Regions from separate parts of the Mus musculus genome. Here all the other regions are linked to region 1. Evidence: chromatin contacts called from public promoter capture Hi-C data. All regions are on one chromosome and are shown on one strand. The core of a region is the stretch at or near the end of the contact, and the rest is flanking DNA. Distances in the headings are between cores, read along the strand shown.

The links. Promoter capture Hi-C pulls out the DNA fragments that hold promoters and counts their contacts. Capture Hi-C pulls out chosen DNA fragments and counts their contacts.
Region 2: a promoter capture Hi-C map of liver shows a contact between it and region 1, with 6 times the contacts expected there. A contact is called at or near these places in 1 of 39 promoter capture datasets (liver) and 1 of 9 other capture datasets (adipose tissue).
Region 3: a contact with region 1 is called in a promoter capture Hi-C map of adipose tissue, with 2.1 times the contacts expected there. A contact is called at or near these places in 1 of 130 datasets of targeted methods (microglia) and 2 of 9 other capture datasets (adipose tissue and liver).

The regions. Positions count from the first base shown.
Region 1 is chr19:5,022,379-5,026,262 of GRCm38.p6, reverse strand. It overlaps Slc29a2 (solute carrier family 29 (nucleoside transporters), member 2), which reads right to left and starts at 2,257. Exons shown (of 12, transcript NM_007854.3): 1 at 1,986-2,257; 2 at 1,671-1,752; 3 at 75-235. The coding sequence starts at 2,014.
Region 2 is chr19:6,162,728-6,166,611 of GRCm38.p6, reverse strand. Batf2 (basic leucine zipper transcription factor, ATF-like 2) reads right to left here and starts at 2,173. Exons shown (of 3, transcript NM_028967.2): 1 at 2,059-2,173; 2 at 40-144. The coding sequence starts at 2,097.
Region 3 is chr19:6,126,636-6,130,519 of GRCm38.p6, reverse strand. It overlaps Snx15 (sorting nexin 15), which reads left to right and starts at 2,260. Exons shown (of 8, transcript NM_026912.2): 1 at 2,260-2,471. The coding sequence starts at 2,373.

The DNA of each region.
Region 1 (3,884 bases), core at 1,008-3,507:
GAAGGAGAGGAGCAGGAGGTGTCCCGGGCCTCTGTGACTGTGACAGGGAGAGGGTGGTTGGGGCTGGTTCTCACCACTGATACAGGAAGGAGTTGAGGAGCGTGAAGAGCAGTAGAGGCAGCTGGGACAGCAGTGTCACCCAGTTGTTGAAGTTGAAAGTGTCTGTGGGACTGGTGTGGTTGGTGCCCATGGTCTCAGCACTGCTGTTGGTCCCTGCTAACCGCCCCTGGAAGTACTGCCACACAGAGACGGTGTAGACAGTGTAAGGTCAGAAAGCACCCCCCCACACTTGTCAATTGAGCATCTTTGTTTGGTTAACATCTGTGGGGCTGTCTTTGTTTGTTTTTTTTTTTCGAGACAGGGTTTCTCTGTATAGCCCTGGCTGTCCTGGAACTCACTTTGTAGACCAGGCTGGCCTTGAACTCAGAAATCTGCCTGCCTCTGCCTCCAGAGTGCTGGGATTAAAGATGGCTAACTGCTGCGCCTGAGCCCAAGGTCTTGCTGCATCTCTGGGTTCCATCTCCTTTTCAGTGTCCTGGACCTAGCCTCCATTCCCCTGCTATAACCACCTCAACCCTTATTCATTCCATGGGTACTTATTGAACATCTACTGTATGCGAGGCCTTAGCTTGGGAACTAAGCCAATCCGTTTTCTCGGGCACACAGAGCCCAGCACTCTTATGCGTACCCTGCCTGCAAGGCAGACCTCACGGTTTAGCATCCTTCCATTCTGGTAAGCTGCAGGCTCCAGATCTTTCTCTAAATAGGATGCGCTTTGCTTCCACCCTTTGTCTGCTCAGTTCCTAATTTACAAATCTTTTCTATGAAGCAGAAGAAATTTCTTTTGAGAACCTTTATAGCTCTCTGCTTCAGGGTGGAATGGCCTGGCACGTGTCTTGTTTCATTATTAATAGCCCTGGCTCTGTGTCTCTCAGATTCAGTAGCTGATCCATCTTTGGGTATCAGGGTCCAGCACCGATGCCAGCACTCCACAGACACCTGGGAAGTTAACCCACTGAATATGTTTGAATAACCCTATTCTAAAGAAAACACAAAAGTTAGGCAGTGGTGATGCACGCCTTTAATCCCAGCACTCAGAAGGCAGAGGCAGGCAGATCTCTGAGTTCGAGGCCAGCCTGGTCTACAGAGTGAGTTCTAGGACAGCCAGGGCTACACAGAGAAACCCTGTCTCGAAAAAAACGAAAACAACAACAACAATAAAACAAAAAGGAGAAAACAAGCTATAGATTTCTGCCTTTCTATAAAAGAATGCATGCTTTGGGGAATCGGGCCTTCCTCCACATCTGTCTACAGTAGTTGCTCATTAATTATTAGTTGAATGACTGTAACTCATGTCATTGCAAAGAAAGCCAAAGGCTTGGAAAAAAGACACTTTGGAGTGACTGGCCAAAAATAACGACAAAGGGCATGGGATGGAAACTCCTTTGCTGGTCAGACTCCCTACGTGGATGGCCCTGCACCTCTGAGATCTGTACCTTCCTAAAAGTTTGCCTAGCCAGGGGAGAGGCGGTTCCCTCTATGAGGCTTGGTGCTGTCCCTGACAGGCTGAGCTGTAGTAAGTGGCCTGGTGAGGAAAGTGGCTCAGTTCAAGACGGCTGGAGGGATGTTGGTTTGTGGCCATGAGGTTGCCCAGCGGCCGCGGGTCTCACCGGGATGGCGGTAATGAAGAAGTTCCAGGGGAGAAGGGTGCCCAGTCCCAGAATGAAGAAGCTGATCCCAACCAGGTGGTAGCTGTGGGGATCAATCAGAAGGTCACCCCGAGGACGTACGCCTGGGCCGCCCTAGCCGCCCCTCAGTAGAACGGACTACAATCCCCATCACCCTGGCTCAAGCAGCTAAGGGAATCGGCTGATGGGAATTGTAGTCCCGTTCGTCTTTGAGCCCAGGAGCATCAAGACGAGCGGGAATTCAAAGGCTCGTGGCCACCTGGGCCACGGTACGCAGCACATGGGTTCCCACCTCACCTGTCCCGAGGGGCGTTTCCCCGCGCCATGGTTGCCGCAGTCCTATTGCACCAGGCCCACAGAAGGCGGCTGCACCTGCGCCTACGCAGGGCTGGGAGGCCGAAGGAGAGCGACGCTGGTCGGTGTCCAGGAATCCCAAGGTCGGAGCGCCGTAGCGGAGGGTCGGGGTTGGGTTACACTGCGGACCACGTTTTGCAGGCTCGGACCTCGGCTCCGCCTCCAGGGCGGGAACAAAGAGCCATTGCTCCCCTCCCCCGGACGCCCGCTCTCCAGACTCCGCCTCGCTGGTGGCTGTGCCTTTAGGGTATTAGGTTCCGCCTTCTAGCTTGCTTCCGCGCCTGAAGCTGTGTCTCACCGCCGTCCCTTCGCCTCGCACCCGTCTTCTCCTTAGGCACGGGTCCGGAATCTCTGGGGAAGGGATAAGGACTGCGCAGGAGGGAAGGGGTCCGGTGGTTGTTGGGCACAGTCGATCTAGCTGGGAGGTTCTTCCTCTTGGCGTGTTCTAAGGTTTGGAGCCCTCTAAGCTCTAAGCAGATTAGGAAGTAAGTCCGACCAGAAGGAAGAAGCCAGTGTCATCAATTGTCGCAGAAGGTCCCAGCGCGGTGCTCCGAGGGAGTTCCCCCAGAGGTCGAGGCACTTTTGCAAACGAAAATCCCCAACATATGTGGAAGACGGACAGATAGGCCCTCCTACGGTACCTGGGTCCAACAAGGAGGATTGAACAAAGGCTCTGGAGGGAATCGTGGCCCAGGTGACGTTCGGCCCCCTCCCCTGTAGTCGCCACTGCCACCCTCAGGAGTGCTTAAAAACCTAATTTTCACTAGGCGTGGTGGCGCACGCCTTTAATCCCAGCATTTGGGAGGCAGAGGCAGGCGGATTTCTGAGTCCGAGGCCAGTCTGGTCCACAGAGTGAGTTCCAGGATATATTCAGGACTATACAGAGAAACCCTGTCTCAAAAAAACGAAAAAAAAAAAAAAAAAAAGAAAAAGAAATATATTTATGTGGACTGGTGAGAGCGTTTGCTGCCAAGCCTGATGCCCCGAGGCCACGCCCAGGACCCATATGTTAGAAAAACTGAAGCGACTCCAGCAAATTGTTCCCTAACCTCCACACAAGCACAGTGGCACACGTGCTTCTAAGTAATAAATACAAATAAATATGAATATATAAAAGTATATATATACAAGGTTATATAAATGTGTGTCTTCTAAAGAATATAGTTTTTTAGAATGTTTTTCCTATGTATCAGCCAGACCATGCTGTTACTATCCCTGTTCTGTCCTGTTCCCGGAATCTAGCCACCAGGCTTGGCTCATCGAAGGTGGTTCCTTAGATCATGGTGGACTGCAGATGACTGTGTGGTACTGGGAACTGAACTCAGAGCCCTGTGCATGCGAGGCAAACACTCTTACCCCTGGGCTGCATCTAACCCTAGCTGGTGACGTTAGGGAAAAGACAGCAATGGATTACACTGGGAAAGACAGTTACTCTTTAAGTTTTCTTTCCAGACTTCCATTATGCCAAGAGGGACAGTCTTGAGTTCAGTTCTAACAGGTTTTCAAGGCCTCTTCATCCCCTCTGCCTTGAGCATCTCTCGACAGTTTTACCTACACACAGTTAGTCACTTGCATTTTTCGAATGCTTATTCTAATAACTATTACTGACCTGTTTCCTACTTGACAGTGATAGGAGAGTGAGTCAAAGTGGGACAGGGGGTGGGATGTTGCCCTGGCACCATCTTGAAGATGGAGATGAGGGTCTGGGGAGCAGTCTGTTGTCTTGGGCTGGGATGGAAGGGGATGAGGCGTTTCAGAGAAGGAACGGCCTGTACCAGGACCGGGGACAGGAGAGTGCTGGCACACTATGGGACATACTAATAGATCCCTTTGGCTGGGAGG
Region 2 (3,884 bases), core at 924-3,423, 1.1 Mb before region 1:
TACTCAGCCTTTTGAACCAAGAGTGAGACCATCCCTTACCTGGTGCAGAGCGTCCGCCTTACTGGTGTGCTTCTGCCGGCTGCGCTGGGCAGCCACTCGGTTCTTCTGCTTCTTCTTCAGCTGTTTCTGAGACTCCCCAAGGTCCTATGAGGAAGGAGGCAGAGGTTCTGTGGTCCTGGCAGCGGCCTGCCTCCTCTACCTTGATCAGCTACTTGGAACGTTGTCTTTCTCAAGCCTAGTCTCAAGAAGTCCTGTTCTCCCAAAGTCTGTCTCCTCCCTCCCATGGCACTAACAGTCCTCCTGAAGACACTGCACTCCTTACAGTAACGCCAGCCCTACCCCGTGTCTAGCTTACAGCTTACTTAATAAGTAGGGAGGGTGGGATTTGAACCCAGACCATAGCAACCTCAAACACACATTCTCAAAAGTCAGCATTGGCTTCTTCTGAGTGCAATAATCTCAATGGTAGAACAGAGGCACATGGTATTTTCCCAACTGTCCACAGACAGTGAAGGAAAGAAGGTGAGAGTAGACACCCCAGAGTGAGCTGCCATTCCTATGATCTTCCAGCCCACAACCCCACAAAGGCAGCAGGGTCAGGGTCTGATATGATCCCATGTGCCTGTCCTCAACTCAGTCTAAAGGGGCTGGCACTCACTTACTGAAACAACATTTAATTTCCTCTGTGTGTGTGTGTGTGTGTGTGTGTGTGTGTGTGTGTGTGTGTACACTGTAGGAGGACAGCCTTAAGTATCATTCATGTTCAGAAGCCATCTGCCTTCTTTTAATTTAAGTTGTGTGTATATGTGGTGACCTGTGTATGCATGTGAGTGTCTGTACCCTTGGAAACCAGAAGCAGGTGTTAAGTCCCCTGGAGCTGGAGTTACAGGTGATTTGGTTGTGAGCTGCCCCGTGAAGGTGTTGGGAACCAATCTCGGGTCCTCTCCAAGAGCAGTGAGCATTCCTAACTGGCCCCCACCTAGTTTGTTTGTTTGTTTGTTGTTTGTTTGTGAGATATAGTCTCTCACTGGTCTGGGACTCACCAGTAAGACTGGGCTGCCTGGTCAGCAAGCGCCCCTCTCCCAGGGCTGGGCTTACAGGTGCTTGCCACCTAACCAGGTGCTTTATGGATGCTAGGGACCAAGCTCAGGTCTTTAGGCTTCCGAGACAAGTACTTCACTGACTATGCTATCTCCCCATCCCTTCAACAAACATTTATTAAACATCTACTATGCACCAGGCACAAAACTAGAAGGGCACAGAAGTGGGAAAAAGAAGAAGAAAAAGGAGGAGTAGGAAGAGGAGACAAAACAAACAAATAAAATTAGGCAAAATGGCAAGATGTAATGGAAGGATTAGTTCAGGCCAGACTTGGCTACATAGTGAGTTTGAAGCCAGCCTGGGATACACGAGATCTTTCCTCAAAGCAGGAATGTCACCTACCTGGCACAGAAGAGATCTACAAGACTCCATGCTCACTCACAGGGCAGTGGGGCGGCTGCCTAGAACTGATGGAGATTCCATTGGGCAGAGAGGACTGCTCCTGAGAGCTCTGAGCCCTCCAACCCCGGGGACCACAAAACTTAAATGGAACTTGAAGTCAAATGCCTAGAGCGGGACCCTGTCTCTGTCACTCCACCTCAGGCAAGACTCCAGCCACTCTGGCTGAGGACTCTGCATGTCCCTTGGATTGTGGCTATATCCTCCTCAGGGCAAACTTCAGACCAGAATAGAGGCTGGAGAAAGACAGAGTCAGCGAGGAAAGAAGGCAGCTGTGATTTGGGAGACTAGAGAGAGAAGGGAAGGATCTGGGAAACGCTGCAAGGTGAGAGCAAATGGATTGCGAGGAAGCAGTACGCACGCATGCAGGGTCCAAGTTCAAAGCTGGAGACTGGTCTGCAGTGTGAGCGCCAGGAAGTCATTCCAGTGCCCAGGAGGAACTAAACCGTGAGATGGGAGTGTGCAGCCCAGTTCCCAGGTCACACAGATCATGGTGACCTTACTGCAGCCTTCCTTGTCTCTCTCCATAGCGTTTCTTTCCTAGTCCCCTGTACTCACTGTCTCAGTCAGCAGCTCGCTACTCCCACAGAGTTGCATGGCTTAGGCAAGGGGAAAAGAGGTTCAGTCTGGTCCTGGATGTCCCCTCAGCAGCTGTCCCCTCCCAGTGACCTATGGAGGCCCAAGGAAGTGGTGGCTCTTTAAATCCCCAGTGGCCACTCCGCCCCTAGCACACCCAGTTTCAGTTTCTCCTAAAACCATGGGCTGCCCAGAATCCCTGGCTCTTGCTCGCTCACGCTCACTCACGTGGGTGGAACTTCCTAACAAGAGCAGCCTTCCGGTTAGGCCCCTTCTCTAGAAGAAGGATGGTGGAGGGTAGATGGGAGCAGTTAACAAGACCGTATCCTGGAGAGGGCTGGCAGGATGCCAGGGACAGAACCTAGAGGAAAAGCGGGGTTGGGGTGGGGTGCGTGAAGGAGCCCCCATAGTCTCTGAGAAAGTCCAGGTTCACAGTCCACACTGGAGCTGTGCAGCTTTGAGAAGGTGATTCACCTTCTCTGAACTTTGGTTTCCTTATCTATGAAGGGTATGGGTAGGGTGGAGCAAATTTCCAGGCCTGCGGCTGGGTGTGCCTGGTGTGGTACTTGCACTGGAGAAGCAGAGGCAGGAGAATCATTCATGAGTTTGAAGCCAACCTGGGCTACATAGTAAGAACTAAAAATTCTCAAAATATAAAAGTTCCCAGGCATAACAAAAGAACTGTGACAACACGACCACTCCAAACTCTCTGAGACCGATGTTGGACTCATGCAAAAAATCAACAATCAGAGCTGGCGTGATAGTGCTCGTGACTGCACGAACCTCCAAATCTCAGGACTCAGAGGCAGAGCCCAGCAGGTATCTGAGTTAAAGGCCAGCCTGGTCTACAGAGTAAGTTACAGGACAACCAGGGCTAAATGATGAGACCCTGTCCCACTGATGATGAAGAATTTAAACTTTTTAAATTTAATTTATGCATACCAGTGTTTTGCTTGCATGTATGTCTCTGCCCTACATATATGCCCCGTGTCCTCAGAGGCCAAAAGAGGGCACTGGAGCCCCTGGAACTAGAGTTTCAGATATTTATAAGCAAAAATGTAGGCGCTAGAAACTGAACCTGGATCTTCTGGAAGAATAGCCAGTGCTCTTAATCGCTGAGTCATCTCTCAAGCCCACAAAATAAAACTTTTAAAGGAATCTTTATGTCCAAGTTTATATTTAAAAAACAAAAAGTGCTAAATCTGGGCACAGTGGCAGATGCCTATAATCCTTGGGAAATGGAGGCAAGAGGACCAGAAGGACAAGGCAGTTTATGGCTACACAGAATTGGGGTCTAGCCTGGGTTAGAAGAGACGGTGTCTCTTAATAAATAAGTAAAGTAAATAAAAATAAAAAGACTGCAATTGATTAGTAGTGTCTGCCATGTCGTGATGTCTGTAATGACCAGAGTTATGCAACACAGGAATCTTTTGCCATCTCTAGAACTGGTCCTGAAGCCAGCTTGAGCCTTAAGAGATGAGCCCTGGTGCTCTGCCCACCAAATTTATCATCCATACCTTCTGTGTGTGATCCCTTTGCTGTGGATGATAAAGTCATTCCTAGTCCACAGAGCTGTTTGAAGGGGAGGAACAGGATGAAGAGAGCCCTTCCCTATTAGAAAGCACTGCCCAGCCTGGTGCATCTTCTCTTTGAGACTTGCAGTGGATCTGGATTCTAGGATCGCTGACATATTCATAATTGAAACTGTTGGGTCGATGAGATTGGACGTGCCAGCAGGACCCTATCACCTTGCTTCTGAGAGCCCTGGGGGCAGGGGCTGAAATGGGTTGACCTAGGCTACCCATTTC
Region 3 (3,884 bases), core at 1,011-3,510, 1.1 Mb before region 1:
CTTGGGGTCTCCAAAACAACTTCAGTGTTATAGCTTCTTGTTTCAGTGTCTGGGATCCACACATGATCTTCCGGGCTCCTCCAAAGGGCTGGCGTCACTTCTCCAGCTCTGCCCTCTGTAGCACTCTAAGCTCAGGTTGATCCACTCCACTGCCACTGCCATTCTTGGTGATCATCCCATGGAACTGGCATCTCCAACACGCTGGGGTCTTCTGCTGCAATCAGGCCTCAACCAATAGCCCCTCACAGGCTGTCTTCATGGTGCCAAGCCTCAACTCCTTTGCATGACTCCTTCAGTCCTGGGCCACCAAATACAACTGAGGCTGCACCTTCACCAATGGCCTTCCATGGCCTCTCACAGTGCCAAGCCTCAGCTGCTCTTCATTGACCTCTTCATGTCTTCAAAATCAGTACCACCTGGGTGACTCTTATACATTACCAAGTGCCTTGGCTATCTCTGGAACCCAGCTTCTTTATGCTCTCAGAAAACACTTCCTAGAAGACACCATGACCAAGGCAACCCTTATAAAGGACATCATTTAATTTGATCAGGCTTACAGGTTCAGAGGTTCAGCCCAGTATTATCAAGGAAGTAGCATGGCAGTATCCAGGCAGACATGGTACAGGAGAAGCTGAGAGATCTACATCTTCATCTGAAGGCAGCTGGTGGAAGACTGACTTCTAAGGCAGCTAGAATGAGGAGAGTCTCAAAGCCCACACCCACACACCTACTCCAACAGGGCCAAACCTTCCAATAGTACCACTCCCTGGGCTGAGCATATACAAACTATAACAAATGGTTTATTTTCTTGTTTGTTTGTTTGTTTGTTTTCGCCCTCAAAACAGAGATTCACCTGCCTCTGCCTCCTTAGTGCTGGGACTAAAAGTGTGATGTACCACCGCAGCCAACATCTCAGATTAAAAAAAAAAAAAGATCTATTTATTTATTATATGTAAGTACACTGTTGCTGTCTTCAGACACCCCAGAAAAGGGAGTCAGATCTCATTACAGATGGTTGTGAGCCACCATGTGGGTGCTGGGATTTGAACTCAGGACCTTTGGAAGAGCAGTCAGTGCTCTTAACTGCTGAGCCATCTCACCTCAGATTTTTTAATGGTTCTTTTTTTTAATGATTTATTTATTTATTATATTTACATATTTACATGTATTATATTTACAGCACACTGTAGCTGTCTTCAGACACCCCAGAAGAGGGCGTCATACCTCATTATGAATGGCTGTGAGCCACCATGTGGTTGCTGGGACTTGAACTCAGAACCTTTGGAAGAGCAGTCAGTGCTCACAACCGCTGAGCCATCTCTCCAACCCTTAATGGTTCTTTTATCCACTCTTTCCTATTTGAAGATGGGATTTCTGGTAGTGGTGGGATGTGCTGCAATCTATGTTTAGTGATAATCTTCCACACCAATTTGGCCTTGATCAATTGGTGTTGGGTTTTCGCTATCCCTGTGTTGTGCCAGCATGCCTCTTGATCTGATCTGTTACAGAAGATACTGTGTCAGGTACCACTTTCCATAGATGAAAAACTAGATGCATGCAGTTACAAGAGGGAAATGTAATGCTTACCAAGGATTTCAGCATTTGGGAGATGGAAATTGGAGGGTCAGAAATCCAAGGCCAGCCTCAACTACATAGAGAGTCTGAGGCCAAACTGGGCTACATGAGATCATCTCAACGTCCAACCTCCCCAAATTTGAAGCAGTTAAGGGGAATTCAAATACGTGTAAGTGTTGTGATTTCAGAGCCTCTGTCACTATCCAGTTTTTTCAGCATCAGAAAATGTCAGTGTGTGTCGTTCCCCCCACCCCCCAATCCGCACAGGGAGGCAGGGAACTTGGCTCTGCTAGGCACATTTTGAACACAATAAAAGTTGCATGGGTTAGACCCTATGCCAAGCACCTGAAGTTCCAGATACTCAGGAGGCTTAGGTAGGAGAATATTTTAAGCCCAGAAGTTGGTCAACACAGCAGAGATCTTAGCTTAAAATAATTCATAAATAAGAGGCTGGATGAGTGTAAAGAAGATAAATAAAGAAACGTTTCGGAGGTCTGTAAGGAGGGTTTACGTTAGGGGGAAGTGGGTTCAATCACATGCCAGGATGCCAGCTGGTAAATCCTCTCCCAAACAACCAATCCTTAGTCTCTACCTAGAACTCCGCTTTACCAATGACCTAGAACTTGTCAGACACTCCCTTAGCCACGCCCCCAAGCCAAGAACGGTTGTGTCACTTGCGACTAGGTCCCTGGGCCTGAAGAAGGGCGCAGGCCGGATCCTGGCAGTGGCAGTAGGCTCAACACGCGGGGAGCGGGGGCGACGTGCAGGAGGAGGAGCCGGCGACCGGCTCCGCTGTCATGTCGCGCCAAGCGAAGGATGACTTCCTGCGACACTACACAGTCTCGGACCCTAGGACCCACCCCAAGGGTTACACAGAGTACAAAGTAACCGCTCAGGTGAGGTGGGACCCAGCGGGGGAGCATTACCCTTTTAAGCAGCTCCGGATCCGTGCTGTACCTTAAAGGCAAAGAGCTTCAAGGAGGTCGCGGTTTGGCCTACACAAATAGATTTCCCCTTTAAGAGGCGCCTGAGACAGAAGATTTAAGGCGCCTCACCTCCTGGGGCGGGGCTAAGGGTCATTTTTTAAAGTCTGTGGAGCTTGGCTCTGCGCTTGGCCCGGTACCCCCTCTCTGTTGTTGGTGATGTCTAGATGCGGTCTACGAATTTCTCAAAGCAAGAAAACTCCGGATTAACCTAAATATTCCTTCTCTAATCGCTTAGAGTAACTTTTGGTAATTTTCCCTGCTTGATCCGTAAAAGCCCCACCACCACCTTTTTATTTATCTATCTTTTCTTTTTTTGAGACAGCCCTGGCTTTTGCGAACTCACGATGTAAACTAGACTGGCCCGGAAGTCACCGAGACCCTCCTGCATCTGCCTCCCAAGTGCTATGATTAAAGGCGTGCACCACCAGGACCAACTATAAAAAAAGCTCTTTAAAAGTTTAAATGTATGTGTGTGTGTATATACACATATACACATATAATTTTATTATACTATTTATATATTATATATATATAATTTGTGTGGTTTTAAAAACTCACGCAAAAAAAAAAAAAGACTGGTCTTAACAGATAAGGAAGTCAATAAGCTGAAATTGGTGTTTGTAACAATAAAACTTAGAATGAGCTCGTAGAAACATCAGCATGAAAGAATGCTTTTAGAATTTTACCCAAGGTAACTATGGAGGTCTCCAATGGGAGAAACCGGGTTGCTGCGGAAAGACTGACTATATATTTTCTTGTACTTAAATTTTTTTCAACTTGGCAACTGTTTGATTAGTGGCTTGTCGACTGTTAAAAGGAAGCAAACACATACAAGTCGCTCCCAAAGCAATCTAAGTCAGAGTCTTAGATACGTCAAGAGTGTTCCGGGGGTTTACTTTTTCATGCCAAAAAATACAAATATAATAATTGTCTCTAGGAAGATGCCGGAGGGTAGAAAGGATGACAAGGCATTCAGAACCCTTATGTCTTCCTGTTAGCCTTTTAGATCTAGTCACATGCCTTACACATGCATAGAGTTGTTTTTTTTTTCCAGTGCTAGGGTTGAACTCATGGCCTCCCACATTTTAGAGAACTCTCTCTCTCTCTCTCATTCTCATTCTCTCTCTCTCTCATTCTCTCTCTCTCTCTCTCCATGTCTCTCTCTTGCCACAGCACCCTACAAGATGATCCTTTTTTTATTTTATAGATTTATTTACTTAATTTTTTTCTTTATTTATTTCGAGGCATGTTTTTTCCCTGTAGCCCTGGTTGTCCTGGGACTTGTGTTGTAGACCAGGCTCAAACAGAGATCCATTTGCCTCT